Regions from separate parts of the Mus musculus genome. Here regions 2, 3, 4, 5, 6 and 7 are each linked to region 1. A link is a contact called in public Hi-C, HiChIP or PLAC-seq and promoter capture Hi-C data. All regions are on one chromosome and are shown on one strand. The core of a region is the stretch at or near the end of the contact, and the rest is flanking DNA. Distances in the headings are between cores, read along the strand shown.

Evidence for each region. Promoter capture Hi-C pulls out the DNA fragments that hold promoters and counts their contacts. Hi-C and Micro-C count contacts between places; a contact is called where the count stands out from the background. HiChIP or PLAC-seq counts read pairs in DNA pulled down with a chosen protein or histone mark.
Region 2: a Hi-C map of liver shows a contact between it and region 1, with 2.8 times the contacts expected there. The contact joins the promoter of Map4k4 here to the promoter of Cnot11 in region 1. A contact is called at or near these places in 5 of 39 promoter capture datasets (the C10 cell line, the HPC-7 cell line, HPC-7-derived erythroid cells and 2 more), 12 of 484 Hi-C or Micro-C datasets (the HL-1 cell line, the N1E-115 cell line, bone marrow-derived macrophages and 5 more), 10 of 115 datasets of contacts at active chromatin or transcription factors (the SCID.adh cell line, acute myeloid leukemia, bone marrow-derived macrophages and 6 more) and 2 of 9 other capture datasets (adipose tissue and liver).
Region 3: an H3K4me3 HiChIP or PLAC-seq map of bone marrow-derived macrophages shows a contact between it and region 1, with 5 times the contacts expected there. The contact joins the enhancer-like site here to the promoter of Cnot11 in region 1. A contact is called at or near these places in 7 of 39 promoter capture datasets (the C10 cell line, embryonic stem cells, hematopoietic stem and progenitor cells and 2 more), 6 of 484 Hi-C or Micro-C datasets (B cells, CD4 T cells, DN3 thymocytes and 2 more), 7 of 115 datasets of contacts at active chromatin or transcription factors (bone marrow-derived macrophages, cardiomyocytes, embryonic stem cells and 4 more) and 4 of 9 other capture datasets (adipose tissue, embryonic stem cells, liver and 1 more).
Region 4: a contact with region 1 is called in an H3K4me3 HiChIP or PLAC-seq map of embryonic forebrain, with 4 times the contacts expected there. The contact joins the enhancer-like site here to the promoter of Cnot11 in region 1. A contact is called at or near these places in 1 of 39 promoter capture datasets (hippocampal neurons), 5 of 115 datasets of contacts at active chromatin or transcription factors (bone marrow-derived macrophages, embryonic basal ganglia, embryonic forebrain and 2 more) and 2 of 9 other capture datasets (adipose tissue and embryonic stem cells).
Region 5: an H3K4me3 HiChIP or PLAC-seq map of pro-B cells shows a contact between it and region 1, with 4 times the contacts expected there. The contact joins the enhancer-like site here to the promoter of Cnot11 in region 1. A contact is called at or near these places in 15 of 39 promoter capture datasets (the 3T3-L1 cell line, 3T3-L1-derived adipocytes, the C10 cell line and 10 more), 1 of 15 datasets of contacts at CTCF or cohesin (large pre-B cells), 1 of 484 Hi-C or Micro-C datasets (bone marrow-derived macrophages), 7 of 115 datasets of contacts at active chromatin or transcription factors (bone marrow-derived macrophages, forebrain, large pre-B cells and 3 more) and 2 of 9 other capture datasets (liver and pancreatic islet).
Region 6: a Hi-C map of megakaryocyte-erythroid progenitors shows a contact between it and region 1, with 4 times the contacts expected there. The contact joins the enhancer-like site here to the promoter of Cnot11 in region 1. A contact is called at or near these places in 13 of 39 promoter capture datasets (3T3-L1-derived adipocytes, the C10 cell line, the HPC-7 cell line and 7 more), 6 of 484 Hi-C or Micro-C datasets (LSK cells, the N1E-115 cell line, embryonic fibroblasts and 3 more), 7 of 115 datasets of contacts at active chromatin or transcription factors (the 230-238 cell line, bone marrow-derived macrophages, effector CD8 T cells and 3 more) and 3 of 9 other capture datasets (adipose tissue, embryonic tail and liver).
Region 7: a contact with region 1 is called in a promoter capture Hi-C map of hippocampal neurons, with 4 times the contacts expected there. The contact joins the enhancer-like site here to the promoter of Cnot11 in region 1. A contact is called at or near these places in 4 of 39 promoter capture datasets (the 3T3-L1 cell line, 3T3-L1-derived adipocytes, embryonic stem cells and 1 more), 7 of 484 Hi-C or Micro-C datasets (the G1E-ER4 cell line, cortical neurons, muscle stem cells and 1 more), 3 of 115 datasets of contacts at active chromatin or transcription factors (astrocytes, bone marrow-derived macrophages and embryonic stem cells) and 1 of 9 other capture datasets (embryonic stem cells).

Annotation. Positions count from the first base shown.
Region 1 is chr1:39,533,400-39,537,323 of GRCm38.p6, reverse strand. It overlaps Cnot11 (CCR4-NOT transcription complex, subunit 11), which reads right to left and starts at 1,623. Exons shown (of 7, transcript NM_028043.3): 1 at 987-1,623. The coding sequence starts at 1,485.
Region 2 is chr1:39,899,216-39,902,865 of GRCm38.p6, reverse strand. It overlaps Map4k4 (mitogen-activated protein kinase kinase kinase kinase 4), which reads right to left and starts at 1,953. Exons shown (of 32, transcript NM_001252200.1): 1 at 1,580-1,953; 2 at 1,292-1,357. The coding sequence starts at 1,636.
Region 3 is chr1:39,966,872-39,970,751 of GRCm38.p6, reverse strand. All of the region lies in intron 3 of Map4k4 (mitogen-activated protein kinase kinase kinase kinase 4), which reads right to left. Among named protein-coding and RNA genes, the nearest start is that of Map4k4, 68 kb to the right of the region's middle. Within about 2 kb of position 1,496, at least 48 of the 459 cell types and tissues checked have an H3K27ac peak or open chromatin away from gene starts, as enhancers often do. A contact at or near this core is called in bone marrow-derived macrophages, where this site is marked.
Region 4 is chr1:39,044,737-39,048,359 of GRCm38.p6, reverse strand. No RefSeq gene overlaps it. Among named protein-coding and RNA genes, the nearest start is that of Gm35222, 19 kb to the right of the region's middle. Within about 2 kb of position 1,514, at least 20 of the 459 cell types and tissues checked have an H3K27ac peak or open chromatin away from gene starts, as enhancers often do. A contact at or near this core is called in embryonic forebrain and hippocampal neurons, where this site is marked.
Region 5 is chr1:40,001,311-40,005,121 of GRCm38.p6, reverse strand. Map4k4 (mitogen-activated protein kinase kinase kinase kinase 4) reads right to left here. Exons shown (of 32, transcript NM_001252200.1): 16 at 3,531-3,692; 17 at 1,135-1,365; 18 at 209-315. Among named protein-coding and RNA genes, the nearest start is that of Il1r2, 81 kb to the left of the region's middle. Within about 2 kb of position 2,156, at least 47 of the 459 cell types and tissues checked have an H3K27ac peak or open chromatin away from gene starts, as enhancers often do. A contact at or near this core is called in embryonic stem cells, pancreatic islet and pro-B cells, where this site is marked.
Region 6 is chr1:39,935,280-39,939,355 of GRCm38.p6, reverse strand. The region is part of intron 2 of Map4k4 (mitogen-activated protein kinase kinase kinase kinase 4); the gene reads right to left. Among named protein-coding and RNA genes, the nearest start is that of Map4k4, 36 kb to the right of the region's middle. Within about 2 kb of position 2,720, at least 270 of the 459 cell types and tissues checked have an H3K27ac peak or open chromatin away from gene starts, as enhancers often do. A contact at or near this core is called in the 230-238 cell line, the HPC-7 cell line, the N1E-115 cell line and 9 more, where this site is marked.
Region 7 is chr1:39,091,137-39,095,034 of GRCm38.p6, reverse strand. No RefSeq gene overlaps it. Among named protein-coding and RNA genes, the nearest start is that of Gm35222, 66 kb to the right of the region's middle. Within about 2 kb of position 1,509, at least 9 of the 459 cell types and tissues checked have an H3K27ac peak or open chromatin away from gene starts, as enhancers often do. A contact at or near this core is called in cortical neurons and hippocampal neurons, where this site is marked.

The DNA.
Region 1 (3,924 bases), core at 374-2,873:
TGCCACGTGGAGCTATTCTTATGATCTAAATGTAACTGAGTTCCAGCTGATTGAATATTCACACTTAGTACACATAGTAATCCATAAACAAATATATCGCTTGAGATTCTGTGATCTATGGAAATGTCAATGAAACGTAAGGTTTTAATAGCTGTTGAGAACTTTTTGTTATCAAATACTTAGATTCCTACAAATTTAAACATACTTTAAAAATTATATATATATGTATATGTGTGTGTATATCTATATCTCTATCTCTATCTCTATATCTATATATATGTACATATGTACATGTATGTCAGCCTGTGAGTGGTACAGCTGTCCCAGAGTCCTGGACGAGGCTCATGGTATAGAGGAAGTGACCCTGGGTTCCATCCACAGCACCAAATTTAGGGGCGCATCCTCAGGTGTAATCTATGCCTGATCTTAGCAATGCTGCAAAAGCAAACATTCCACAATACTGCCCAGGACACATGCATCTTTGAATGGTTAATTAGAAACGACTTCATCCTCTCCTCACGCGACATTACAGCTAACCAAGGAGTTGGCTGCAAAGACTTTAGATATTGTGGTGATGTGGACTTCAACCTCAGGTTCTTAATACCGACTTCTTTACTCGGAGGCTTAAAAAGGGGGTAAACTCAGTGCCATTGGCTGTAACTTCGCATACCTCAGGACCTTACAATCAAGAATGAACCGTATCTGGCATACTAAAATATGTCCAGCCCGTTTGTGGGCTTGTACGATGTGTTGGCTTTTTCGATTGGGAGGGATCATCTGGAGTGTAGTGAATTTGAAAAAAAAAAAAAACCAAAAAAACAAAACTTGCAACTTCTATCTCTCCCCTATTTTAGGGAAAGAAAGTATGGAAAAGGAGGGAGGGTCGATCCCCTCCAAGGAGGCTGAATGTCCCTAGCTGACGACCCCCCTCCCACCCCCACCCCAGAACAGCTGGCTGCGCCCGCACGGCTGGCTGCGGGACGTACCTGAGAGCGGGGGCCGGTCGGGCTCCTGGCCGCCGCGGGCGGGCGGCGCCGGGTTGAGCAGGTGCGCGAAGCTGGCCGCGAACGGGTTGGCGGCGAGCGGCTCGGTGCGGTACATCTCCCAGAGCAGGTAGAGCGCCGTGAGGCGCTGCGCCGCGCTAGGCAGCAGGTCCGGCTGCTGCAGCAGCATCACCAGCACCGAGCCCAGGCGGAAGTGGTCGGCCTTGCTGAAGTAGTGGTGGAAGGCGGTGGACAGGCCCTCGAAGGTGCTGCCGCCGCCCGCCTCCTCCGAGATGATGCTCAGCAGGCTCGAGAGCTCCTTCGGGGTCAGGCTCATCCTGCCCGCGGGGCCTCCAATCCCTGGCCCAGGGCCGCCTGCTCCGCCTCGGCCTCCGCTCGAGCCCGCCGGGCCGCTCCGGAACGCCGCTGCCTCCCGCGCCCCTCTGGGATCCGCTGAGGAGAGAAGCCGGCCAGACGCCGTGCTCGCCCCGCCGCCGGGCATCAACCTCGCCCGCCTACCCCGCTTCCCGGCCGAGAGGCCCAAGGCGCCGACTCGCTGCGTCCTCCCGCGGCCGTAAAGCGCACCCTTCCGCGACAGCGTCGCAAACAAAAACAGTGCCTAAGTCAGACGAGCGGAACGGAGACACAGGGCCGACAGACCGACGACGCTGGCCGAGCGGAGGTTCCGGAGACGCGAGTGGGCGGGGCGCCGTGTCCGGAAGGGGGCGGGGCGCCGTGGAGGGCGGGGCCGCGTGGTCTCTGAGCTGTCCGAGTGGTCCTTCCCTGCCTGAGTGATGTAGAGACCGCCGTTAATTGCCCTTAAAGCCCTCAGAAGCGATCCTTGGGTGACAGGGTGGCGCCAAACCTGCCCAGTCAATATTGCCTAAGTTATAATTTGGAAACTAGGTCTTAGATGCTAACTGGTCTGATAGAGCATCCTTGACGGCTCATTTCTTGTAAATACCAATGAAAACAGGATTCTCAGAAACAGTTTAAATTTCGAGCCTTGCTCGTATTCTCAGAGATGGGGTCGTACCGCACATAAACGTTTGGTTATGTGAACAAAAATCTAGGCGAGGCCGGCACCAGGGAGGCAGAGGCAGACGAACCCCTGTGAGTTCGAGGCCAGCCTGGTCTAAAAAGAAAGAAAAAAAAAAATCTGAGAAAACTGTCTCGAGAAATATTCGTTTACAAAATCGTTTGCAGTGCTTCTTTTTCCTTAGCCTGCCCTAGGGCACTTTTTCTGGACGCCTTGGCTGAACACTGGAAAACCCTGGAAATTTCTTTACATACCAGCCTCCTGGACCTGGTCCCCTGTGATCTGTTTCAAAGGCACCGCTGCCCGCTCCCCACCCCTATGCTCCGGTGGTGACTAGTATCCACTCTAGAGTTACAGAAACCGAGCGACTGTCATCAGCGTCACCTGCTAGCTACCCTGTGCTAAAACTCTTCGGCAGCTGAAAGTTTTCTATTTACCGCTGAAGTTCTCAAGGAAATCTTCAGGAACAGGTGATGGGTATGGCGCATATTTTAAAGGCCTCTTTAGTTTACTGTTAAACCTGTGGAGGGGTTCTGCCAATGAACATTGCAATCAGCAGAAAATATAGCTTGCCAAACGGGGCAAATGATTCAAATTACCTCTTCTACTACTACTACTACTACTACTACTACTACTACTACTACTACTACTAATTAGTCAACTATGTTCTCTTTGAGCCTTTTTACATTGGATGCTCTATGACAACTAATCATACTAAAACCCACTCATGCTAGTTATTGTCATAACTTATTGTTAGTTGATAACTTAAATGTTAGTACAGTATGGGTGTTTCGAGATGTTTTAAGGTATTTGAGCACAGCACGTTACCCGCCAATAGAGCTGATTTCCACTAAGATTAATACCAAGAGCGTCTTCCCTGTTTCCACTGGGCTTGTTTCTAGGGTTTCTCTGCCATTACCACAAACTGAGTTCATTTTCACTGTAGAACCCACTTCCTCTCCCTTCCTGAGGCTGAACGTCTGGAATGGGTTATATCAATTCTGCCATTCACCTTTGAAGCATCAAGGGGAGAATTCTTCCAAGTCTTGTTCTAGCTTCCAGTGATATCCAAAGACCCTGGTATCCCTTGGCTTATAGCTGCACCTTTCCTTAATTGTTATTAAGTTTCGAACTGGGACTCCCTGCTGAGATGCATATTAACATATCAAAGCTAACCCGGCAGCCTGTTTTTTTCCCAGCCACCCCCAGTTCCTACCTGACAGGCTATGGCTGGCACACCCCTCTCTCTACCCTGAACTCTGCAGCCTAGAGGGTGGGCTACCCTTCCACTACAGGATCTTCCCTATAGAACCCAGACTTTTTCTTTTAAAAGGATTTATTTATTTTTATGTATATGAGTACACTGTCGCTGTCTTCAGACACACTAGAAGAGGGCATCAGATCTCATTACAAATGGTTGTGAGCCACCATGTGGTCACTGGGAATTGAACTCGGGACCTCTGGAAGAGCAGTCAGTGCTCTTAACCACTGAGACATCTCTCCAGCCCTAAACCCAGAGTCCCAGTTCCTTTTGTACCTTTGGACTCCTGACAGCTGTACATGGTCCCCCCCTTCTCCCCACATGGTCCAGCTTGGTCTAGTCATGTCCACTCTGGATGGTCCTGCCTTTACCCACACTCTCTGATGTATTTATAAAAAGACAAAGACAGGGGAAATATGTTCTATGGGACCAGCCACACACGGGATAGTATAGAATAGAGTTTATTCAGGGCATGGGGAGAGGGGTCAAGAGGGTAGCAGAGGCAGAGAAAGGGGGAGAGGAGAGAGGAGATGAGCGGAGAAAAGAGGAGCGGAGAGGAGGGGAGAAAAGAGGAGCGGAGAGGAGAGGAGAGGGGAGGGAAGGGGAGAGGAGGGGAGAGGAGGGGAGAGGAGGGGAGAGGA
Region 2 (3,650 bases), core at 704-3,203, 370 kb before region 1:
ACCACAGGCAGGCCTGTCAATACCACCTTCCAGGCCCCGTGCTGGGGAGAGGGGGAAGCTGGAGCCCCGGAGAAGCAATCTTGAGCACATAAACCCTATTCACAAGGCTGAAAAGGGACAAAAGAATCCACACTTAATTTGGCCTCAGAAAATGTCTACAGTCAGCTTCAACCACCACCCCCATTTTTAGGGAAACAATGACAATTCTTCATGGTGAGCCACAAAGCCCTCCTTCATAAGATAATTTTTCTCTGTGTGTGTAGCTCAACCTTGACCCAGTCCCAGTAACTAGAAAACTCCCCAAGCAAAGATAATTCCAGAAAACCGTTTACCAACAAGAAGGAAATCAGGAAACCGAACGAACGTAAAGGTTTTTGCTTTGTTTTGTTTGTGTTTTTTTTTTTTTTACACTTCGGAGCCTGAGCCGCCTTCTAGACCGAGCGAGCGAAACAGAATGAACAACAGTTCACAGCCTTAGGTGCCAGCTCCGCGGCGACACAGGCCAACAGATTCCTCAGCTTCATCTGCAGCCCAGGGAGGAGGATAAATTTAAAGAGAGAGAACGACCAGGGGTGGCGGGTGTGAAGTCTGGCATCCTCTCTACTCCTTGCTCTCTCTCCTCCCAGCCATCTCAATTACACAGCTGTCACAAAGGTTATTCCTGGAATTCACATTTTATAATCCCCACACTGTAATTCCTCCTGTTCCCGTGGCCCAAAAGCACACTCCCCCGCCCGCTTCCCCAAGATACTGTCCACTAGAACAGGGTATGCTGGCCAAGCTTTAAAATCAGTACCAGGTAACGCTAGCCTCCCCAAGTTGGAGCCTACGGCAAGCACTCCGAAGGCAGAAGCACGATGACATGTCTCAAGAATACCAAGGCAGTGGCTGAGTGGAGTCATAGGCAAGGCCTGTCTACACCGAATTTTAATTCACGGACAAACGCAAACGCATGAAGGCCAGATTTGGAGGAAAGGGGGTTTGGGGGGAGACCCTGTGGTCACCCTCGAACACAAAATTCCTTTTCTATTTTGCTAAAGCCAAGTGCATGCCTAACAGTGTAGCTTATTTCCTTTATCTCAAAGCCAGGAAATGAGGTCTTTTAAGGCCAGTCTGAACACAGGCAAAAAAACAAAAAAGAAAAAGAAAAAAAAAGAAAAGCCAGGCGAAACCCCCTTTCCCAACTTTGGCCAGGCGGCACGGCCTGCAGTCAGCAGCGTTTCGTCACCCTTTCCCTCGTCCCCTAAGAAGTTTCTCCACGCCACGGGGAACAAAGGCGCCCCACACCGACCTTATAGACTTGTCCATAGGTGCCATTTCCAACCACTTCCACCAGCTCAAAAATCCCAGCAGGGTCCTGGAGAGAGAGGAGGGGGAGGTTATCAACTCAAAAGAGGGACCCCAACCGAGGAGGGCGAGAGGGCGGAGGGAGGGATGCAGGGCGGTGACAAAGGCTCGCCCCGCCGGGTCCCCGGGAGCGCCGTGGCACCCGCCCGCCCGCTCGCCCGGCAGACAAAGGGGCCGCCGCGCCCGCGGGTGTCCGTGTCCACCGCGGCGCGCAGGGCGCGGCCGCACTCACCCGCAGGGACGACAGGTCAATGTCCACCAGGCTCTTCGCGGGAGAGTCGTTCGCCATCTTCCCCGGGTCGCCGCTCCGGGAGCGGGCGAGAGAGCGAGAGACGGGCAGGGGCTCGGCGGCGCCGGGGCTCGGGCCGCACGGGCAGGCCGCCGCCGCCCGGGCGGCTTGTCGTCCGGTCGGAGCGGAGCGCGGCGCGGAGAGCGCTGGCCGCGGAGCTCACACCATGGCTTGGCGGTCCTCCCTCGGCCCCCACCCGCCCCCCGGGCGTCGCCCGCCGCCTCAGGCCCCGGCGCCCCGCGCGCGCGCGCCTGCACGAGCGGCCCGGAGCTGGGGCCGGAGAGCGCGGCGAGCGAGCGAGCGCGAGGCCGCGAGACAAAGATGCCGCGGGAGGCGGGGGCGGGGGCGGGGACGCGGGGCACCGACCGGCGCCGCTGAGGAGGGGCGAGCGACTCCCCCGCCCCCTCCGCCGGGAGAGCGGGCGGAACCCGGCCCTCGCCCTCGCTCGCTCGCCGCCCGCCCGCGTGAATATTCAGCAGGGGTGGGGCTCGAACAATGGCCGGGCGGCCGGCCCTCCGCGGATGGTGGCCCGGCCCGGGGTGGGGCCGGGAGCCCTCGGGGCCTTCCCGGAGGAAGTGCGGGGCGCGGCGGAACACCCCAGCCTCCGCTAACAATGAATGAAAGACTCGGAGCGCCCCGGCGGCCCCGTGGACACCCCACCCGCGCCGCTCGCCCGGGAGAGGGTGTGCCAGGACGCGCCGGGGTCGGGCCTCGGACCCCTCCGCCGCCTACGGCCGGTCGGTCCCGTAGACCCTCGTTTCCTTTTTACCCCCCAAGGGGTGTTCCTCTCCTTTCTCCTTTCCTGTCTCAGTTTGTGGCTTGGTTGCTGCTGGAGGATTCGCTGAGCATCACTTGACCGTCCGGGAGAATCCAAAACAGTCGCTGTGATTGCTCGCTGCTGTGTTCCCCGAGCCAGTTTGGCCCATGGGAGGGAGGGCGGACGGGCGAGCCCTCTGCTCGGGATCTAAAACCCTGACAGTACCTGGATGGAGATCACCACGGGTCACCAAACAGGCTTCTTCCAGCATGCCACAGCAAGTCAGCTAGGCAGTTCAACTACTGTCCCTCTTTATCACGTCCCAGGACCAGCCAAAAACATGTTTAGTGACTCCCTGTTACCTCACAGCGGGTGTTCTCAACAGTATCCCAGAATGGCCAGGTACAAGATCGCTGTAAAATTGCTTGACTCCCACATGTAGAAGGCCTAGAATGGGCCTGATAAGTTAAGAGATGAAGCTAAGCTTGGTGTTACATGGCGCCCCCCAAAATCCACTGTTTCATGGGCATCTAGTTGTCAATAACGTTCTGCACCTCCCTCCCCACACACTCCACACTGTTCTGATTTAAGCAGTACACACCTTATAGCCTCGGAGTAGAAAACCCCCAATACTGCAATTGTTGTACTCAAACCCTAAAGACCCTAGCCTAGAGAGGAGCGAGCATACTCTCCACTTCGGCCTATACCCAGAGTTCAAGTCGCTGCCCCCAGAGAATGTCCAGCGCTCTTCTGCTTGGGTTACGTTCTAAGATGTTTGACATGAGACTCCATTGTAGAGTGAAATTATATTCGGAACTCCCAATATCTGTTCCTTAGGAAACGCACAGGAACAAAAATGTTGGTGAATTTGTTAGCGCTTGTCTGGTTTGGCTTTGTTATTATTTATTGATAATACAGTGATGTGTGCAGCCCATTTCATATATCTTATCTTACTGTTCTTCACGTGAACCTTGAGTGGTACTCTTAATTTTGCTGCTTTATACATTAGGAAATAAAATCTGAAGAATTACCTCGCCCACTGTGCACAGCTGATGGCTATACAAATACGGCAGTCTCTCGGCACCGCCCCCCTCCCCAACCCACCCCCACTCCCAGTCCCTAATCCCAGTCTTTCCACAGGTTAACATCAGACCTATGACATGGAGGCCTACCTCATACCACTTCCTTCTTATCTATATGAATCCTTTCCCATCAGTTCAGAGCCATTACAGCCATTACATCCTACTATCTCGGATT
Region 3 (3,880 bases), core at 247-2,746, 430 kb before region 1:
GAGAACCCTACTTCTATACCAGCACCTGCAGGGAGGATCACAACCATTTGGAACTCCAGTCCAGAGGATCCAATGCCCTCTTCTGGCTTCTGAGGACCAAGTATGCATGCAGTGCACACATCATGCAGGCAAAATACCCATCCCATCCATGCACATAAAAATAAATACACAAATCTTTTACTAAAAAATAACTTTGGTAGTCTCATTTCAACATTTAGTAGATACACACATACAGCTACCAAAGTAAACACCTCATTTAAGGCAAAGATACAGCAGTACGCAGACTTAAGGCTGACATTTCAACCAACAATTGAACTGACAAAGTAACACAGAGGAAGCTGATGTACCATCCCATGTGTCTTCCTGCAAGTCCAAACCACTGTGTCCTTCACACTCCTCTTGAGGGGAGCCAGGGTGATCACAAATAGGGGAATCTGAGGGATGGGGCAGGAGCTCTTGGAGCAAAAGGGCTGTCTTCTGGTTTCCTCCACAGTGAGGCACTGCTGACCCCAACTCTATGAGTTAATGCAGCTGGTGCCAATTAGCAGGCTGGCCTCTGACCAACAGGAGCAACTCTCATAGACAAGTTCTTCATCTGGGGCTGGGTTCTGACAGTGGACAAGCTTTCAGTTGGCTCCCTGGCTATCAGAGAACTGATGATAGTACTGTCTGTGAGACAGACAGACCTCAGAGGTAATAACTAGGACCCAAGAAAACTGTGAAATGTTCTGAGTCTACCATCTTTCCACCAGGCTTCTTTACAAAATTAATTATCAGGCAGTGACAGCTGAACAAATGGGGGGAGGGGCGCAACTGATGGTCTTTGTGAAGCTGGAGAAAGGAGCTGATGATGTGAGCCAATGTCTCTGGCAGGTTTGTGTCCTGAGATATACAACTGAGCATGTTCCTGAAAGACAATACCTGCTTCTTCACAACAGTTTAAATCAACTGCTACTGAGCTCTGCCCTAACGGCTGCAAACTGAAAGAAAACAAAAGATTTCACCTTGCAGAGTCCGGGCAGATCCAAGAGTGTCTTACTCAGCATAAGCCATGGTAAATGTAGCACAGAATCAATTAAATTGAATCTGGTTTTGGTTCAAACATAAAAAGTTACACAACTTCAGTTCACCATACAACAAAATGTAAATGAAGATAATTTTACAGATTCTAGAAGAGGATACATTTCAGAATAAATGGAATTTATTATGGGACTGGGCCATAAGAAATGGCAGCCTTCAAAGTACCATCCTCACCCAAATCACTCAGTGCTTTAGGAAAAACTGCAACCTTGATCAAAACTAACAACATCCAAGTGATGGAGACAGAAAAACGCTCTCTCAAACACTCCAATGTTAATATTAAACTCATGCTCTTTCTTAATGTAACTGAATCCATGCCTTTCTTCTGGGAATGGCCACAGTCTCAGAGCTCTTCTCTGCCTAATGGCAGGTCTAGTCAGAGCAGTCCTCAGAGGGCCTTCTTCCTCCTTCTCTAACCAAGTTGGTTCCTTGCTGAGTCATTCAGTCAGACCTTAGTGCTCATCTGGAAGCGTGGGACAGACGTGAGACGGCACGTCTCTACAGGAAAAGCAGAACGGGCAGAGCCTCGTCCCCTCCTACATACCACTCACTCAGGGGTGACTCTGGAGGACTATGCTCCCATGAAGGAGACCATGGCCGTCACAGAAGTCAGAGCACAACTCTGGGATAAATAAAGCCCTCCAAGAAGCACAATACAAAAAAACAAACAAAAAACAAAACAAACAAACAAGCAAGCAGCAAATGCTGATCTTCCTGAACCCCAGGAAGACACTTTTTTCTAGGTCCCCAAATTACTAGGTTGTTCCAAAGTTTCATGTCAACACCTAGAAATCCTGATAGGTTCCAATTTTTAAGGCAAAATATAATATGTGTGTTTTCACCCTCAAATACTCCGTATTAATTTCCAAAAATCAAGTTCTCTACAAAAAGTGATTCCACCTGAATGTTTTCTAAAGCACAAGAACCTAGACTCTAAAATCCACAAGTTAGCAAAGCAGGATGACCTTGGCAACAGAATGTGGGTCACACATGTCTAAGTGTGTGCGTGTTAGGAACCTATCAAAATGTGGCCGTGTGTGTGAGTGTGCACGTGTTAGCTATCTGTCAGAATATGGCCATACACATTTTAAGTGTGCACATGTTATATATGTATCTACCATAACATAGCCATTCATGTGTAAGTGTGCACATATCAGGTATCTACCATGAGGGGTTAAATGCACAGAAGATAGGAAACAAGGAAGAGGAGGGTATTCTGGCAGAGACTACCTCTAGGTTAATATCTTCTTTTCTCTTCTAATTTTCCACATGGTCATACATAAGAATTAAACAGAGATTTCTGTCCGATCCTATGGTCTGCCTCCCTGTGTGTGGACATCCTGTCTCCCATCCCTGATGCTATAGGGTCACTGTCAAACCTGAAGAACCAACCACACAGCCTTGCTAGGCTAGGCCAGAAACACTACAGAAACCTCAGACCTGTTCCTTCTTGTCTGCAGTGAGTACCAATGTAGGACCATGAGCTAAGATCGGCAAGTTCCACAGGTAAGTCACTCCCGAGAGGAAGGAAGGAAGGGAGAGGCTGGCAGCTGCCCTCACTTCTCTTTCCTTGATGCCCTGAGGCTCCTTTCAGGAAGGAGCAGGCTGAGGTAAACTCCATAAGCTCCCACACTGCGCAGTACAGGAGAGAAGAACACTCTCCACTCAACAGCGTTAGCTACTCAAACAGACCAAGTGAGGACCGGCAATGAATGGGCAGCGAGCGCTGAGACAAGAGCTCCGGGGTACTGGTTAGTTCATAATGTTGTTGCACCTACAGGGTTGCAGATCTCTTTAGCTCCTTGGTTACTTTCTCTAGCTCCTCCATTGGGAGCCCTGTGATCCATCCAATAGCTGACTGTGAGCATCCACTTATGTGTTTGCTAGGCCCCCGCCTAGTCTCACAAGAGACAGCTATATCAGGGTCCTTTTAGCAAACGTTTGCTAGTGTATGCAATGGTGTCATCGTTTGGAGGCTGATTATGGGATGGATCTCTGGATATTGGCAGTCTCTAGATGGTCCATCCTTTTATCGCAGCTCCAAACTTTGTCTCTGTAACTCCTTCCATGGGTGTTTTGTTCCCAATTCTAAGAAGGGGCACAGTTTCCACACTTTGGTCTTCATTCTTCTAGAGTTTCATGCATTTGGCAAATTGTATCTTATATCTTGTGTATCCTAAGTTTTGGGCTAATATCCACTTATCAGTGAGTACATATCATGTGAGTTCTTTTGTGATTGGGTTACCTCGCTCAGGATGATGCCCTCCAGGTCCATCCATTTGCCTAGGAATTTCATAAATTCATTCTTTTTAATAGCTGAGTAGTACTCCATTGTGTAAATGTACTACATTTTCTGTATCCATTCCTCTGTTGAGGGGCATCTGGGTTCTTTCCAGCTTCTGGCTATTATAAATAAGGCTGCTATGAACATAGTGGAACATGTGTCCTTCATACCAGTTGGGACATCTTCTGGATATATGCCCAGGAGAGGTATTGCTGGATCCTCTGGTAGTACTATGTCCAATTTTCTAAGGAACCGCCAGACTGATTTCCAGAGTGGTTGTACAAGCTTGCAATCCCACCAACAATGGAGGAGTATTCCTCTTTCTCCACATCCTCGCCAGCATCTGCTGTCACCTAGATTTTTGATCTTAGCCATTCTGACTGGTGTGAGGTGGAATCTCAGGGTTATTTTGATTTGCATTTCCCTGATAATTAAGGATGTTGAACATTTTTTCAGGTGCTTCTCTGCCATTCGGTATTCCTCAGGTGAGAATTCTTTGTTCAATTCTGAGCCTCA
Region 4 (3,623 bases), core at 265-2,764, 490 kb after region 1:
CTCCATTGTAATTGGTAAAAATCGAACAAATTGACGGAAGAAAGTCATTGGTTTGTGTAACTGAAAGACTTTGAATTTGAGGCACAGCTCAACCCAGTTACGAAATCCTTGTGATGAGGACTTTTTATTCTTGCTTTTCGCTTTGCAGTTCTCTGCATCGGTTTTATTCCAGAGCAGGCTATTCCCAAGCAACTACAAAGATGGTGTTCACTCACCAGCGAAGCCGTCTCAAAAGAAATCTTTCAGTATCTCTCTCTCTTTTTTTTTAATGTTAATTTTTTATTAGATATTTTCTTCATTTACTTTTCAAATGCTATCCCCTTTCCTAGTTTCCTCTCTGAAAGTCCCCTATACCCTCCCTCCTCCCTGCTCCCCAACCCACCTACTCCTGCTTCCTGGCTCTGGCATTCCCCTGTACTGGGGCCTAGAATCTTCGCAAGACCAAGGGCCGCTCCTCCCACATATGCAACTAGAGACACAGTTCTGTGGGGTACTGGTTAGTTCATATCGTTGTTCCTCCTATGGGACTGCAAAGTCCTTTGGCTCCTTGGGTACTTTCCCTAGTTCCTCCATTGGGGGCCCTGTGTTCCATCCATTAGATGACTGTGAGCATCCACTTCTGTATTTGCCAGGCACTGGCAGAAATCTTTCTCTTCTTATCTTCAGAAGCATCCCAGACTGCCTAATCCCAGACAAGTCTAATTGGCCTGGGACAAATAATAAATCGATCAGCCTACAAAGAGGAAACAGTTTATTTGGGTTCACAATGTTTAAGGGTTCAGTCCCTGGTGGGTTAGCCCAGGTGTTTGGGGGCCTGCGATGAGTCAGCATATCACAAGAGTACACAGTGGAGAGGCATGCATGAAATAAAAGCAACAAAGAACAAAGGCCAGCAACCCAGAGTCCCTTCTCAGGCACATCTCCAGTCTCCAATGGCTCCCCGTTCCGATAGCATCATAGGCCGAGCATCATAGGCCGAGCATCAATCCTTCAATACATCCACTTTGCTGCTCTTAGGATTTAAGTTATCCTGAGAAAAGGTGAAGGTGCCTGGGCTCTTTCGAGGACCATTAAGAGAAACCCACTTCCCGCAGGTCCTAAGATCTAAGTTCTTTCTCAGGCTCTTGGTAAACACCTGCCATTCTAAACAACCCAAAACATACATACTAGTGCCTCTTCCTTTAAGGAGTCCACACCTTTCCACAACCCCCAGAAATCTAACTCACCTGAAGACCTGTTGTGGAGAGAGGGGCAGGGATTAATTATCCCCTCAGTGAAATGATGCACGTGTTCTGAGAAGCCCCTCCCCCTGAACGGACACTGCCTGAGCTCCTGCTATGTTTAACTAAGAGCCTGCCCGGGCTTCAAAGCAACTCTGCCCTTCTGCTCCTTCCGGTCTCTTTTTCTCTCCATTGAGGACCAAAGTCTGCGTGTGGTTCCCCTTACACTCATTCACTGAAGTTCTCCCCACCCCCCAAACCTCCAGCTATGCAGCTGCTTTGACAGGCCTCCATCACTGAGCCCTTTGTAAAGGACTTAAAAGGCAACCGCTCTTTCTCTGCATCTCCCTCCTCCTGACTACGCCTGAGCATTTCAGCTTGTCTGTGCTGCTGGCTTCTCTCAAAACTCTAATAAATCTGTCTCTGAGCATCCTCTGACTGTGTTGCTAAATTCTTTTACTACCAAGACACGGAACCCAAAAGAGGGAACCTCAATTTCCCTGGTATTACTGGGACTAGGATACCTGGTGGTTCAAAGAAGCCAGGAGGATCCCTTTCCCAAGCACATAAGCCTGCCCACTGTAAAGAGCAGGAAGAAAAATTGATTAATAGCCACAAACAGCTTTGCAGCTTGCCTGGAAGGCCTCGTGCAAACTCCAAGGCCTCTAGTCCACCACTCTCCTCTCCCTGATCCCTGGTTATCTAAGTCTCCTCAAGCCACTCGGACTCAACCAGCAACCCCTAGCCCTTGGGTACCATCCTCAGCTGAGACCCCATGGTCAAACATCCCCTCAGGGCTGGCTCTGCACAGTGTCCCCCAGTACAGCCTTCCCTGCAGAGTTGGTGAGACCTCCCCTAGTCCAGTTCCCAGTCATCCTCGCGTTAATCGCCTTCTCCAGCTGACACGTTTTAAATTAATGAGAAATTTGTTCTCATCCAACTAACTAGTTAGGGCAGCAGGCCTATTTTCCCCTTCTCAAATGAATCTTGTAGGTAAAATAATGAAAGGAGAAAAAAAAAGAAGAAGAAAAAATCCATGTTTCTCTCTCCCACCCTGGCCCCACTTTTCACGATTTTTGGCAGTTCCGAGCAGAACAATATGTAAAAACCAGACAATTTAGTGCTCAGTAATTAGCCCAAACTATCCTGGGCAGAAGGAGTTTGTTGTTAAGTAATGCGAGGGCAGCGGGGGTGGGAAGCAGGGAGGGGGTTGGGGAGTGGAGGGGGTTGTGCGCAGGGGCTTATGGGTATTGAGATTTTGAATAAACAGCTTCCTGTGCTGGGTTTCTATGATGGGGAGGCTGGGTAGACTAGGCCGCGTTATTTTCTAAAGATGTGGGCTAACAACGAAAAGGTTTCTGTCCAGTCTCATGATCCGATGGGCTCAATGTTTGTTTCCTCCAACTTTAGGAATCCCAAGTTCGTACGTGGAAACCTTGGCCTCCGATGTGAGGGAATCGGGAGGGGCCTTTGGAGGGCAGCTAAGTTTTAAGTGTGAGCTTACCGGAACTCTACCGCATGGACCCTGAGCCCAGAATTCCAGCCTCCAGAACAGAGAAAAAAATTATTATATGCCACCCAGCCCGTGGCACGCTATAGCACCCCAAACTTAGACTAGAGATTGGGAACGACAGATCTTGACTGCTTCTTGACATCTATGTGTACGGAGGGTTGAGAATGGACCTGGGGTAGCCCAGGGGTTGGTCCCTAGATACTGAGTAGGGATCCAGAGTGTCCCACACGTAATGTTCTCACAGAACCTGCCTCACAGATGCAATAATCTTCTCATGGGTTTTTCTCCCACACAGCCACGTGAACTCTTTCGGAGGAAGGTGCTATAGCTTTCTCACCATTTGACCATGAATCTAATACCATGCCTACCACATCGCAGGTGCGCAGTGGGTGGAACTGATATAGTGTGGATATGCACGCTTCGTGTGACCAAGCAAACATGACTTATACATAAGGACAGGTGGTCCCTGCCATAGGTATGCCCTCTGTGAGAGGTGGTGAATCAACACAAGATGTTTCCCTCTTTTTCTGGTAAGAAAGGTCTTATGGAACATATTACCCGAGGTCGAGAGAGCCCTGGACACTCCTGCATTTCCTGTGCCGTGGCACATTTTATTACTGAGCAGGCCTCCCTGTCCCCTGCTGACATTTGAGTGAAGCGCTTCACTTCACTTCACTTCCACTTTTTATGGCCTCGTCTTCTGTTCATGATCACTCTCTCTGTAGGGTAAGAGCCCACTTTTGAAGATCTGTCCAACTTTGTTGACTGTCATTCAGTAAGGTTTCTGAATCCCAAATGTGCCATAAGCAGGGGCTATGGGGGCAGGGTGTGTGTGTGTGTGTGTGTGTGTGTGTGTGTGTGATGTGTTTCTAGTTATCTACTGCTCTGAA
Region 5 (3,811 bases), core at 907-3,406, 470 kb before region 1:
TGCTTCTCACTACTGATCAATAACGCTGCTGCTGCTGCGTGTGTGTGTGAGTGTGAGTGTGTGTGTGTGTGTGTGAGTGTGTAAAATATGTCACATCGGTCTAGAACCTCAGTGCTAGAGATGCACATTTCTGCAAACAGACAACAGATGACTTTCTGAGAGACTGGGAGCCACAGCACATCTCCTCCTGTCAGTTCTCTTTTTTTACCTGGTGGAATTTCTCTGTCCTGCTTGGCTATTCTGCTGTCCACCGCCCTGCAGTGGGGAATCCCGACGGGAGAGGACAGGGGAACGAGAGGTCGTTCTCACGGGAACCTTTAGGTAGGAAACACAGCAGTTAAGACAGACAACAGAAGAACACCACAGCTCCCCCCCAGCCCCCCCTCCTCACAGTACACTTTATAACACAGCCTTCCTCAGTCCGGAATGCCTGCCACGAAGCTAGCTCTTCCCTTTCCCAAGCCTCCCCTGCTCCTGCACGATCCAGACAGCCTGGCCCATCTCTACAGTCCTGTCATGCTGAAGTCATGTTTGGACTGAAGCGGGTGGCAGAGAGCATACAGCAGCGCTTCCCTGAGATAGTATGTGAGAATCACAAAAGTAAGCTCAAAGAAATCCAACAACGGTCTACAAATAGATCAGCAGGAAGCAAAGACTGGCAAAGAAGCGAGAAAATATTCAGAGGAAGCAAATTCCAAGTGGAGGAAAAAATAAACTGAGATGTGCCTTTTAATCCTCATGTACTATTAAGTACAATACGCTCAACTTTAAAGTAAAAAATCATGGTCTTGTTAATTTTTCCTCATAAGATTTTTTCTTAAATTCTTGATGTCATGCACAATAATGGAGAGCTTCTGTACACATTTATAATTCTACTTATTTAGAAGCATGTTGCTTAAAATTTTTTCCATAAATACTTTTTATTAAACTACGTTTAAAACCAGTCAATGATAAAAAGCTAACTAACCATTGGCTAATTGTAACTGCTGAGGTGGGGAATGGCTTCCCTCCCTGAGAAGTCATTTGAAACTTCTGGCCCTTTAGCCCTGATGAAGTAAGTCACTGTTCCCATCATCACAGCAAACAGTAAGTTTAAATAAAGAGAAAACAGCGCGTCTGTCTGTCTGTCCTTACCCTTGGAGGCACCTCGTCACTGTCTGATCTAGACCAAGCCTTTTGGGTGGGCTCGGGCACCTCCGACTTAGAGTCAGAGCTCTGACTGAGCCCCTCACTGCGGGAAGGTGGACATGGGTCCTGAGAGCGGAGATGGTGGTGTGCGAATTTGGGAGAAGGGTCACTGAAGGAATGGGATCTCGAGACAGGGGAGACATTGTTCTTGAGAGATGCCAGGTGGGACCACTGTACCTTACAAGAAAACAAAACACAAAACATTCAATGCGTTCTGCATACAACTAGCTTTTCTGGTCAACACTAAATCCCAAACAGGAGGTGGGTGTGAGTCGGGGAGGCATAGTGTCAAGCATGGAGCAGCCAATAGGCTCCATGCTGGTGACAGGCAAGAGGAAGAGCAAAGGCACACGCATAAGGGAAAGTGCCCAGACACAAACTGCAGACAGCAGTGAACAGGGGCATGCACAGACCCCCGAGGGGAGAGTGATACATGCATGTCCATGTCAGCACAGAGAGCTGGGGACCACATGACAGAGACACTGCTCATCAGCAAACCTCCCCACCACCTCAGAACCCTGGGTCTGAGAATCTTACTGACGGGACTTATTTGTGCGTGCACACACACTCTTCCTATTATGGGACTGTAGCAGAGAAACTTAAGAACAGCCAACTTTTCAAGAATACCAATATTTTTTTCTCCCAATCTTAAAATGTTTTAGACCTAGCTGAGTTTACACTCCTAGTTATGAAAAAAGTGGGATTAAAATTTCTTTACCAAAATATCCAGTACCAAGAAAGCCCAGGCTGACCAGCATCAAGATACTCTGGGCTGACAGTAGGAATATGCCTTTGAAATGAGAACTCAAGGACATGACAATTGGCCAAGTGAATTTCTGCAGTCACTTTAAAAAAACATCCTCTCAGAACTCTATAAACTATTTTAGTAAGAGGTACCTGTACCTCACTGCTGGAGAATAACCAACCACTAAGGCGGTTATGGGAGCTGTAACTCAGCACGCACTAATCAATGTGTCTTGTGCTGACTTGCCTGGCTTCTGCAGGTGAAACCGGCAGTTAAGACCCAGTGCATAGTCTCTGTGGCTCACAGGCAGATCCAAAGAATCCTAGCTTTGGTACAATTCCCATACTACTAAAACATCTAAGTGTTCACTGGGAGAGCAACCAAACGGATGTGTTACCAAATAACGCTAAGTGGGACTCAACGCTAGGAGCCACACGAGTTTCCCTCCTGCAGGTGAAAGCTTGGGGCAAGAACTCTGCAGCGGAGGAAGAGAGGCTGTCTGTCTCATCTCCTCAAACAGAAGCTTCTCGAGCCTGCTGCTCAGAGGCAAGTTTGCCCTTGTGTTGGGTTTAGCTCTCAGGACAACCATGCTTCTCACCAGGAAACAGGCACTAAGTGGAGCAGCAAGTGGCACCTGGCCCTTCCCACTGCCTCTGCTGGCATTCTCTGGTGTAGCTCTCTGAAGCTCTCAGCTGCTATATCTGCATAAACCCCACCCCCTGTACCTCAGATTTGCTCAGCTCAACCATCCCCCAGGAGGGTTGGTTACTGCAGAACACATTCAAATTCTCATGTGACTGCATCTGTCACAGAAGGGCCATTTCTTCTCAAAACCACCAACTCTTGTCCTAGGTGACATGCAAACACCAGGGCCGACCGAGTACAGAAAGCTCAGAGAAGTGTGTGAGGCAGAGCAGCATGGAGGAGTGCCTACACACCCTCAGGGGATGGGTGTGTCTGCCACCTACTGTCCTTTCTAGACAAGGCTGCTGCTTCTCTTCTGAGCACTCAGACAAGACAGACTCTGGGACAGACTGAAGGAAAAGTCATAAACTCTGTCCTAATCTCTTACAGGAAATCAATATTCAACCCACTAGGCATAACCTGTGTTCAATCTTGACAGGTTTGAGAATCTGGTTTTGTATTTTAAAACAACAAACAAACAAACAAACAAAACCAAAAACCTTTTCCCAGGAAATTTACACATTCAGCCAAATAAATAGGAGCCTGCACAGAAATGCAAGGCCACCTTTAGCGTCCAAAGGTCCTTCAGGGAGCTGGGACCACAGACACAAAGTACTTACTTCAAAATGTTCAGGTTAAAAGTTCTCTTCTAACCTGCTTATACAATAAAACCAACGTTCTAAAAATATAATTTAAAAAAGTATTTAAGAGGAAGGAGGGACTTCACATCTGAGTTAAGGAGGGGGAAATAAAAGTATTGACTGGAGATAGCCATAATGAGTTCAATAAAAATCTTAGACAACAAAACAAACAAACGACAAGCCTCCTCTCCCTACGCTGAATGCACGCCTCCTGTTCACACCAGCTGTTGAGACAACGGGCTACACGTGGCACAGGGAGCTACTGCTGCTACCTGTGGCTCCGCTGGTCTCTGCAGGGCAGGGTGCACAGACTCGGAGTTGCCATTGGAAAAAGACTCTGACCGGGAAGGCACGGGTGGCTCCAGTCCTCTGCCCGTTTGCTTAGCCTGGGCCTCAGGGGAGCTGTGGTTAGTCTTTCTAAATCTATCTTCCACCTGCGTCAGAGAATTAGAAGACACGGCTCCATGTTAGTAGGAAAGGAGAGATGAGGAACATGTAAGAGCAAGACAACTGAGAGAAAATGTGTTCTATTCAGCTCTGAGAAGAGAGGCAG
Region 6 (4,076 bases), core at 1,471-3,970, 400 kb before region 1:
CTGTGGATGATGTTTACAGCCTGAAGGCCGCTCCCCTGCAGACACTGCTCCTGCAGAGATTAGCTACAGCTGCCTCCTTGTGTATAACCATGGCTCCTCGTGTATCTATGTTAGCAGCCTCACCTCCTTTTGCAGCTGTATGCGACAACCCTGCCTCCCTGGTTAAGTGTATTTATTAATAAACACAATGAGCTTCCAGAATGCTGCAGCTTTTCCAGAGCCCTAGAGCACCTGATCCCACCTTCTCTGTGTCCCCGTGTCTGCTTTCTTCACTCCCACATCACCCCGGCCAGGGTTTGGGGACTAAGCCATGCAAGGACATGGCACTGCCTCCTGTCTTGCTGCTCTTATCAGCACTAAAGCTAAGCTGTCATCCCTGGAGACAGCCAAACTACCTAAGTGAAAAGCAAGTGAAATGATAGGCTAAAGAGATGGCTCAGGAAAGGGGAGAAGCTGAGCTCGGATGCCCACTACCCACCTAAACACTCCTGGTGTGGCAAGCTCCAGGATCGACCAAAAACCTGTCTCAAAAACTAAGATGGGAAACAAACAACAGAAGATGCCTACTTCAGGCCTCCACATACACACCCACACAAACATATATAAGGAATACACACATACACATGCACAGACATATATAAGGAATACACACATATACATGCACATACACACCTACACATGCACATACACACCTACACAAGTATACATAATGAATGCACACATACATACACATACATACACATAGATAGTAAATGTGTGCACATGCACACACACATCAAGCCAAGTCTTTACAAAGAAGTGGAATGAGAAGGAACAGTAGGTGGCTGAAGCAGCATCCACCACTAGATGGGTGTGAGTTCGGACAACCTTCTCCTGTTGTACCATCCTGCCAGCCTGGGTATGTTTCCTCATTCTTTATTTCTAGTCTCCTGCTATCCCCAAGTTCAGAATCAAGAGTGATGAATATAAATTATATGGACACTTGAAGCTTCAGTAAGTCCCTCACCTCACAGCAAACTGCCCGGCTTCAGAGTGGGAGAGTAGTTTGCTTTGCTTTGCTTGATCATCAGAAGATGTCCTTCTGAGTCCACTCCAGACACTCCCACCTAGCCACTCTTCCAGGGTATTTAGCATGCTCTCAGCAGCTTTACCCTCTCAACTTTAGACTTTTCAAATGCCAAAAAAGCAGGGTATAGAGTTATGTGCAAAGCCCACTGAGCCTCTCCGGGATACTTCCTAAATTACTATGATACTGTTTTACACCCACAGTCTCAGGGTGTGGCTGCTCCTTTGAACACATGGAAAATACATTACAATTATGCCCAGCATATCAATGTGCTGAAGACATTCAAAGTGTGTCTGCTTCTCTGGGCCTAATGGCAAAGTTATTATCAATGGCTCCAAGTTTCTCAAGAAGTCTCCAAAGGGTTTCCTCACTAAAATCATTTTTAAAAAGTGGTGGAACAAGTGAGAGCAGTTTACCCCAAGCCTAGTGGATTATCTTTCACGGCTGTAAAGGGTAATCAAGCTGACTTCTTGTCCCAACACAGGCACAATTAGTACTGAGATAACGCAACAGCTAGTTGTGGCTGTTTGTTGATAACTCTGTGTGCCAGGCTGCTTCTCTAATCCCTATATAACTTAAGGGAGAAAAGCAGTCCTTTGGGAAAAGAAGAAATAAACAAGGCTGCCGGGCTCACCAAGCAGACTCCTCTCCAACCGAGCTGTTTTAATTTGCAGTCACATGCAGTACAGACCTTTCTAATTACAAGCTGAGAATACCTGCTCGCTCCTTTAAGGAAGTCTTTAATTATCCTAGCCCTGCAATGCCTGTTCCTTCCAGGGAGACCAGAATCATCACATCACATCACATCCTCGGACCCAACGAGATATAGACTTTTTGGGACCTAAGTGCGCAAAAACTACCCGAAACCAATCTGTCGGATTTGTTTCAACCTACACCCTCAGAGTCAACTCTTCCCTGGGATGCCAACTTCAAACTCTGTCTGGGGAAAAGGGCAGGAACCCAAAAATGTTTTGTTAACCTATGTAGTTGTGAATGGTCCTTTCAAGTAAAACCTTCTATTTCATAAAAACACTTTAGGCTAAAAGCCTCAAGTTTCTATGAAGAATTTGTGCCTCCACACTAGGAAGTGGGCAGGCCTTTTGTGTGGACAGTAACGCCACCTGGACAAGGCCTGGAAGCTCTCCCAGGCACCACCCACCCTGCACATGCCACCACACATGCCGACACACACATCCAAGACTCAGGCAAACTCTCTCTTCCCCAACACAAAGGACAGCACAGTGCTCTGTACTACTCAAAGGGCAAATCTACAAATCTAACATCTAAAATTCACTGAGTAAAAAATTACATTTTTAATGAACAAAATTTCATTAAATTATAAATCAAATTCAGCACCAAACAGCCAGCTCGTCTGTGCCCCTGGCACAGCAGTAGAGGGCATTGTAGTAGTTTTCTTCTTGGGAAAAAACAAAAACAAAACAAAACAAAACAACGGTAACCGCATCTGAGGTGGGGCTGACAGAACAGAAACAAAGGGTGACAGCATCTTTCCAACAAAATCGCCACGAAGCACTCACGTGGCCCTGCCGCATGGGGGCGCACTACACATCTGTGGAAGCGGATTACAGTGGCTGTGACTGGAGCCTGGATACACACTTGATCCCAATGGCCAATCAATGCTCCTCCTTCCCGCGAGCTGCACCAGTGAGGGCCGTGACTGACCTGACACAGGACTCTTTTCCTGTCACTTCTAGCAATGTGAGGAAGACTGCCTGTCATATGTAAAGCATCAAATACTCAGCAAAACTTTTGTCCACTAAGCTCTGCCACCAGGTTTGTGTTTCCGGTTTAGAGGCAGCAGCAGAGGAAGTGGGAAGTCCTTGCTCGTCGTTTTTGTTCATGCCCAGGTTAGCACTCCAGTAAAGATGCTTTACTCTTTGATACACACACATTCACTGTAAGCCAACATAAAACGAAAGCACAAAGGGACAGGGAGAGCAAGCAAGGAGCGAGCAGGAGGATGGGAGCGAGAGAGCGGGAGGGGAGAGCGGGGAGAGCGGGGAGTGCGGGGAGAGCGGGGAGTGCGGGGAGTGCGGGGAGAGCGGGGAGAGCGGGGAGTGCGGGGAGAGCGGGGAGTGCGGGGAGTGCGGGGAGTGCGGGGAGAGCGGGGAGAGCGGGGAGAGCGGGGAGAGCGGGGAGTGCGGGGAGAGCGGGGAGTGCGGGGAGTGCGGGGAGAGCGGGGAGTGCGGGGAGAGCGGGGAGTGCGGGGAGAGCGGGGAGAGCGGGGAGTGCGGGGAGAGCGGGGAGTGCGGGGAGAGCGGGGAGTGCGGGGAGAGCGGGGAGTGCGGGGAGTGCTGGGAGTGCGGCTCAGGAAACCAAGGAGACAAGAAGCAACTCAACCTAAAAAGCTTGGGGGAAACAACCTCATCCAAAGTGAATCGCTGAAGTCAGACAGTACCCGAGCTTACTCCAGGCTTTCAGTACAGAGCCCCATTGCCTTGGACAGCTACTCTGTCCTTCAATGTGAATGGCATCCTATCATCTACCACCGCATATTGAATCAATTGCTGACAGGCAGAGCTGCCTCGGAATGACAGTGAGCTCTTCAGGACTGCTAGACCAATACTCCTCCTTTCTCCAGTGTCCAGCACAGCAGCAGTAACAACTGCGACATTCAGCCTTGAGAGAGACACTTGGTGCTTAAGTTTACAACCCTGTTAGTCACTATGAATGGCTCTGTTTTTTTCAAATAAGGGTACTGAGAATCAGATAAATACATTTCATGGGGACCCATCGCTAATAATTGATAAAAGGAGACAAAGCAGGGTGGCCTGTCCCAAAACATAAGCCAACAATCCTGTTTCCAGTTTTGGGTTTTTTACTTAGAAAAAAAATCAAACTTTTGTTAAGGTGAATAGAATCACAATTTACACTAGAATTTAAAGCTGAGTAATTCCAGAGGGGAAGGAGACAAGGTAAAATGCCCTTGATCCAACTGAGCACGAACCAGGACTCCACAGAGTCTGGGATAGCCTTAAGGGAGAAAACA
Region 7 (3,898 bases), core at 260-2,759, 440 kb after region 1:
CAGGCTGGGCTGGTGACATCTCTTGGCTGAGAGAAGCAGAGACAGAGAGCAATGTGGAGTAGTCTCTCTGGAGACTAGAAAGATCTCGCCCACAACCTATTTGGCCAACTTCCTTCTCGGTACTTTGCACACTCGTGTGCCTCAGGCACTTTCGGATGAGTGCTGAGAGAACACCTTTAAAACGCCACCACCATCTTACAAGCTGTGTCCCCGAGAGGAGGGAGAGCATGCTGACAAGGTGGGTGCCCACTCTGACCTGCCAGCTAGTCAGTGGGGCTGGGAACTGGCTGTAGGAGTCCGAGTCCAGAATCAAGCAGTAACTGGAAGCGATCCAGTTTGCAGGACTGCCAGGGGCATGAGGCACCTCTGCCTCCCAGCTCAGCCTCAGTCTGCTATTCGGACCTGAAAGACAGACAGCCCTTCCACTTTTGGAGGCATTTAGAAAGATGATTATCATGCCATGGACACTTTTTTTTTTTTTTTTAAGACAGGGTTTCTCTGTGTAGCCCTGGCTGTCCTGGAACTCACTCTGTAGACCAGGCTGGCCTCGAACTCAGAAATCTGCCTGCCTCTGCCTCCCAAGTGCTGGAATTAAGAGTTTCCTTTGGCTCACAGCTTTGGAGGCTGAAAATCTAAGACAGGACAACGGAAGGTTAGCTTTCTGTGAGGCTGCTGGCTGTATTATCTCACGGCGGACATATCATATTAACGGTGTGTACAAGAGGGACGGATCACACGATTAGACTGGAAGCCAGACAGATCCGGAGGTTAAACTCTCTTCACAGCCCCTTGTTCTTGAGGACGCTAACTTACTCTGCAAGATCAGCAATGATTCCTTCCAAGAGGGGTGCTAGAGAGTGTCCTGTGATCTTGCTCACTTCCACTGGATCTCATGTCTGAGAGTTTCCCCCACTCAGTGCCATCATACTGGAGAGCAAGCTTCCAACTGAGGAGCCCCTGGGGGATAGTCACACCATCTCCAAATCATGGCAGAATGGTGCTGGGTTGGCACCTTAGGTATTGGTTTCACCCACCCCCGTGGTGCGTTTCCCCTCCCCCAGCCCTGTGCGTTTGCATCCACGCTTCCTACTGGCCATCTATTATCTATCAGGTGCATTTTGTACTTTAATGATTTGGCCTTTCACTCTGGCTCTGCCATCACGACTGAACTTTAATGGGACTGCAAACACCACTTTAAAATCCTCTTTCAGGCTCTCACTCTGTGTGTGTGTGTGTGTGTGTGTGTGTGTGTGTGTGTGTGTGTGTGTGTATGTGTGTATTATACCTAGTATGCCCATCTTTCTGAGTATAAATCAATCACTTGGAGCAAGAGGATAGAATGGGTTTCTTTTGCTGTGGTGGTAGATCTTGCTGGAGGTGCTGCAACTTGTACTGTGAATACATATATTTCCACTTTCCTTCTGACAGCAATGAGCGATCCAAACCACACCCTTCTCCACCCAGAAGCAGAATGGAAATGCACCCCCTGAAACGTCACCTGCCAGCTATGTGCCTGGCATCTTGGTCCATAGTTTCCAAGGTGACTGACAGGGTGCTGCTGTCACGGGTTCTGTCTGTAACCGTGACAGAGGGAGGCAGTGCACAGAGGGTTTAGGTGGGCAAGCTGTTGAGTGTGGAAGAAGGAAAAGTGTTGTACCACATATGGCTGGCAGGTGAGAAAGATGACATCCTGCCTCATATTTACATCAGTTTAGGGATGACATTTAATAGCAATGTAACATCTATCTACCTTAAGGAAAAGCACAGTATGGCTTGAAAAATTTTAAATTCATGATTTTTTTTCCCAGAAAATTAGAATATCCTAATTATCTAGAAATCTCACTCCCGGTTAACAAACCACATTGTTGATACCAGCACAAAATGCTCCTGTAGCTGCAAGCTGCCTACTCATTTAGAGATTGAAGAGAGGAAGGGTGTGTGTGTGTGTGTGTCCCTGAAAGTGTGTGTATGTCCCTGAAGGTGTGTGTGTGTGTGTGTGTACGTGTGTCCCTGCAGGGTTGTGTGTGTGTGTGTGTTTGTCTCTGAAGGTGTGTGTGTGTGTCCCTGCAGGTGTGTGTGTCCCTGCCAGAGTGTGAGTGTATGTGTCTCTGCAGGTGTGTGTGTCCTTGCAAGTGTGTGTGTGTTTGTGTGCGAGTGTGTCCCTGTAGGTATGGGGGGCATGCAGGTATAGGCACAGGTGCATGTGTATTTGTGTAAGCCACATGTCCTTCCTCATTCTTGATTTTTTTGAATAAACAGGCAGCGCCGACCCCTCGGCAGGAGATCCTAAGCAGTGTGAGAGAAGAGAAGTGTGACGTGAAAGGAAGCAAGGGAGGAAGGAGTTGTATCCTCTCTGTTCTTGACTGTGGATGTGATGTGACTAAGTGGCTTGAGTTTCTGCAATGATGAAAGTGGCCTGAAATTGGAAGCCACATAAACCCTTCTCACCTCCATGTTGCTATTTGTCAGGGCAATTTTATCCCCACCAGAAATGAAACCAGGACAATTCCATTTTGAAACTTGGATTGGGATAAAGTCTATGAAAGCTTCCCAGGCCCTAGGAAGCAATGCGTGGTGGGCAGTTGGAAGTCTGGGTTCTGGGTCTCAGAAATGAGATTAGATGAAGAAAGCCTTCCATCAACATGATCAGGTGTTTGGTATGGAGCTCTGGAAGGGCCATTCCAAAGTGCCCGGAGAAAAATCAGGAGGAAGTGACCTGGGGAGAAAAGAAGGTCGCAGGTACAAGTAATTGTCAGGTCCTTCTTGTCTTCTCCACCCGTGCTTTTTCTCACTCAGGAATCCCAGTAACTTTTAGTCACGCAGAACCCCCTGTCCTGCCCACTGCCCCACCTCACCCCACACCCCATCCCCCACTCCCATTGAAATGCTGAAGCTGAGAAGGTGTCTTCATGGACTCTCTCTTTTAAGGAGGAAATGAGGCTGTTTCAAGATGGAGGGACATAGCCAGGGTTGCCCGGGGTTTGATGGGAAGCAAATCTTTTAGAGCTAAGATGAAGAGGCAACGAAGTCCCTAGAAGAGAGCCCAGAGATGGGATGGAAGAGACAAGACCAAGTGGCTGAGGTCACATCTGTACAGAGGCCAGCTAGATGGGTGGACAAGGCCGAGCTGGGGCCAAGTCATGAGGAGCAGAGAAGCAGTGAGCCTGAGGTAGAAACCAAAAAGTCCAAGGTAGAGCCAAGCAAGGAAGCAAGCAAGCAACAACAACAAACCTGACCTTATGGACTCTGAACTTATGGACTCTTTTAAGAAGGAAGAGTATCCAAGGCTAATTTGCATGGAGTGGTGGCAGAGAGAAGCCATGTCATACCAGGGAAATCCATCCTGAGCACTCTTTCAATATTGTATTTACTTTTTACTCTCCCCACCTTGCGTGTGTGTGTGTGTGTGTGTGTGTGTGTGTGTGTGTGTGTGTGTACACCAATGGGCATGCGTGTGCAGGTCAGAGGACAACTCTGTAAATCCCACTTCTTCCTTCCACTTTTATATGGGCTCCAGGGATTGGGCTCAGGTTGTCAGGCTTTCGTGGTTAGCGTCTTTACCCACTGAACCATCTTGTTCTCTCTATTGTATATGGTTGACTTTTAACATCAACTTGTCACAAGCTAGAATCTCCTGTGTGTGGAACCTCAACAAAGCACTGTTCTGATTGCCTTGATTGATGTAGAAAAACCCACCCAGGGTGTGGCAGCAGCTGCTGCTAGCAGATCAGAGGAGCCCCACCGAAGGGTTGCCGACTCTTCTCTCGCTGGGCTCTTCCCTCTTGGTGCCCAGGTGCTGAGTCGATCCCCCTGTTTCTGCTGCTTTTATCAGAACCGCATCTCCGAGTTTCCATTGTGGACTAAGTATCAGTTGTCTTTCTAGGAGCCTTCCAAGTTC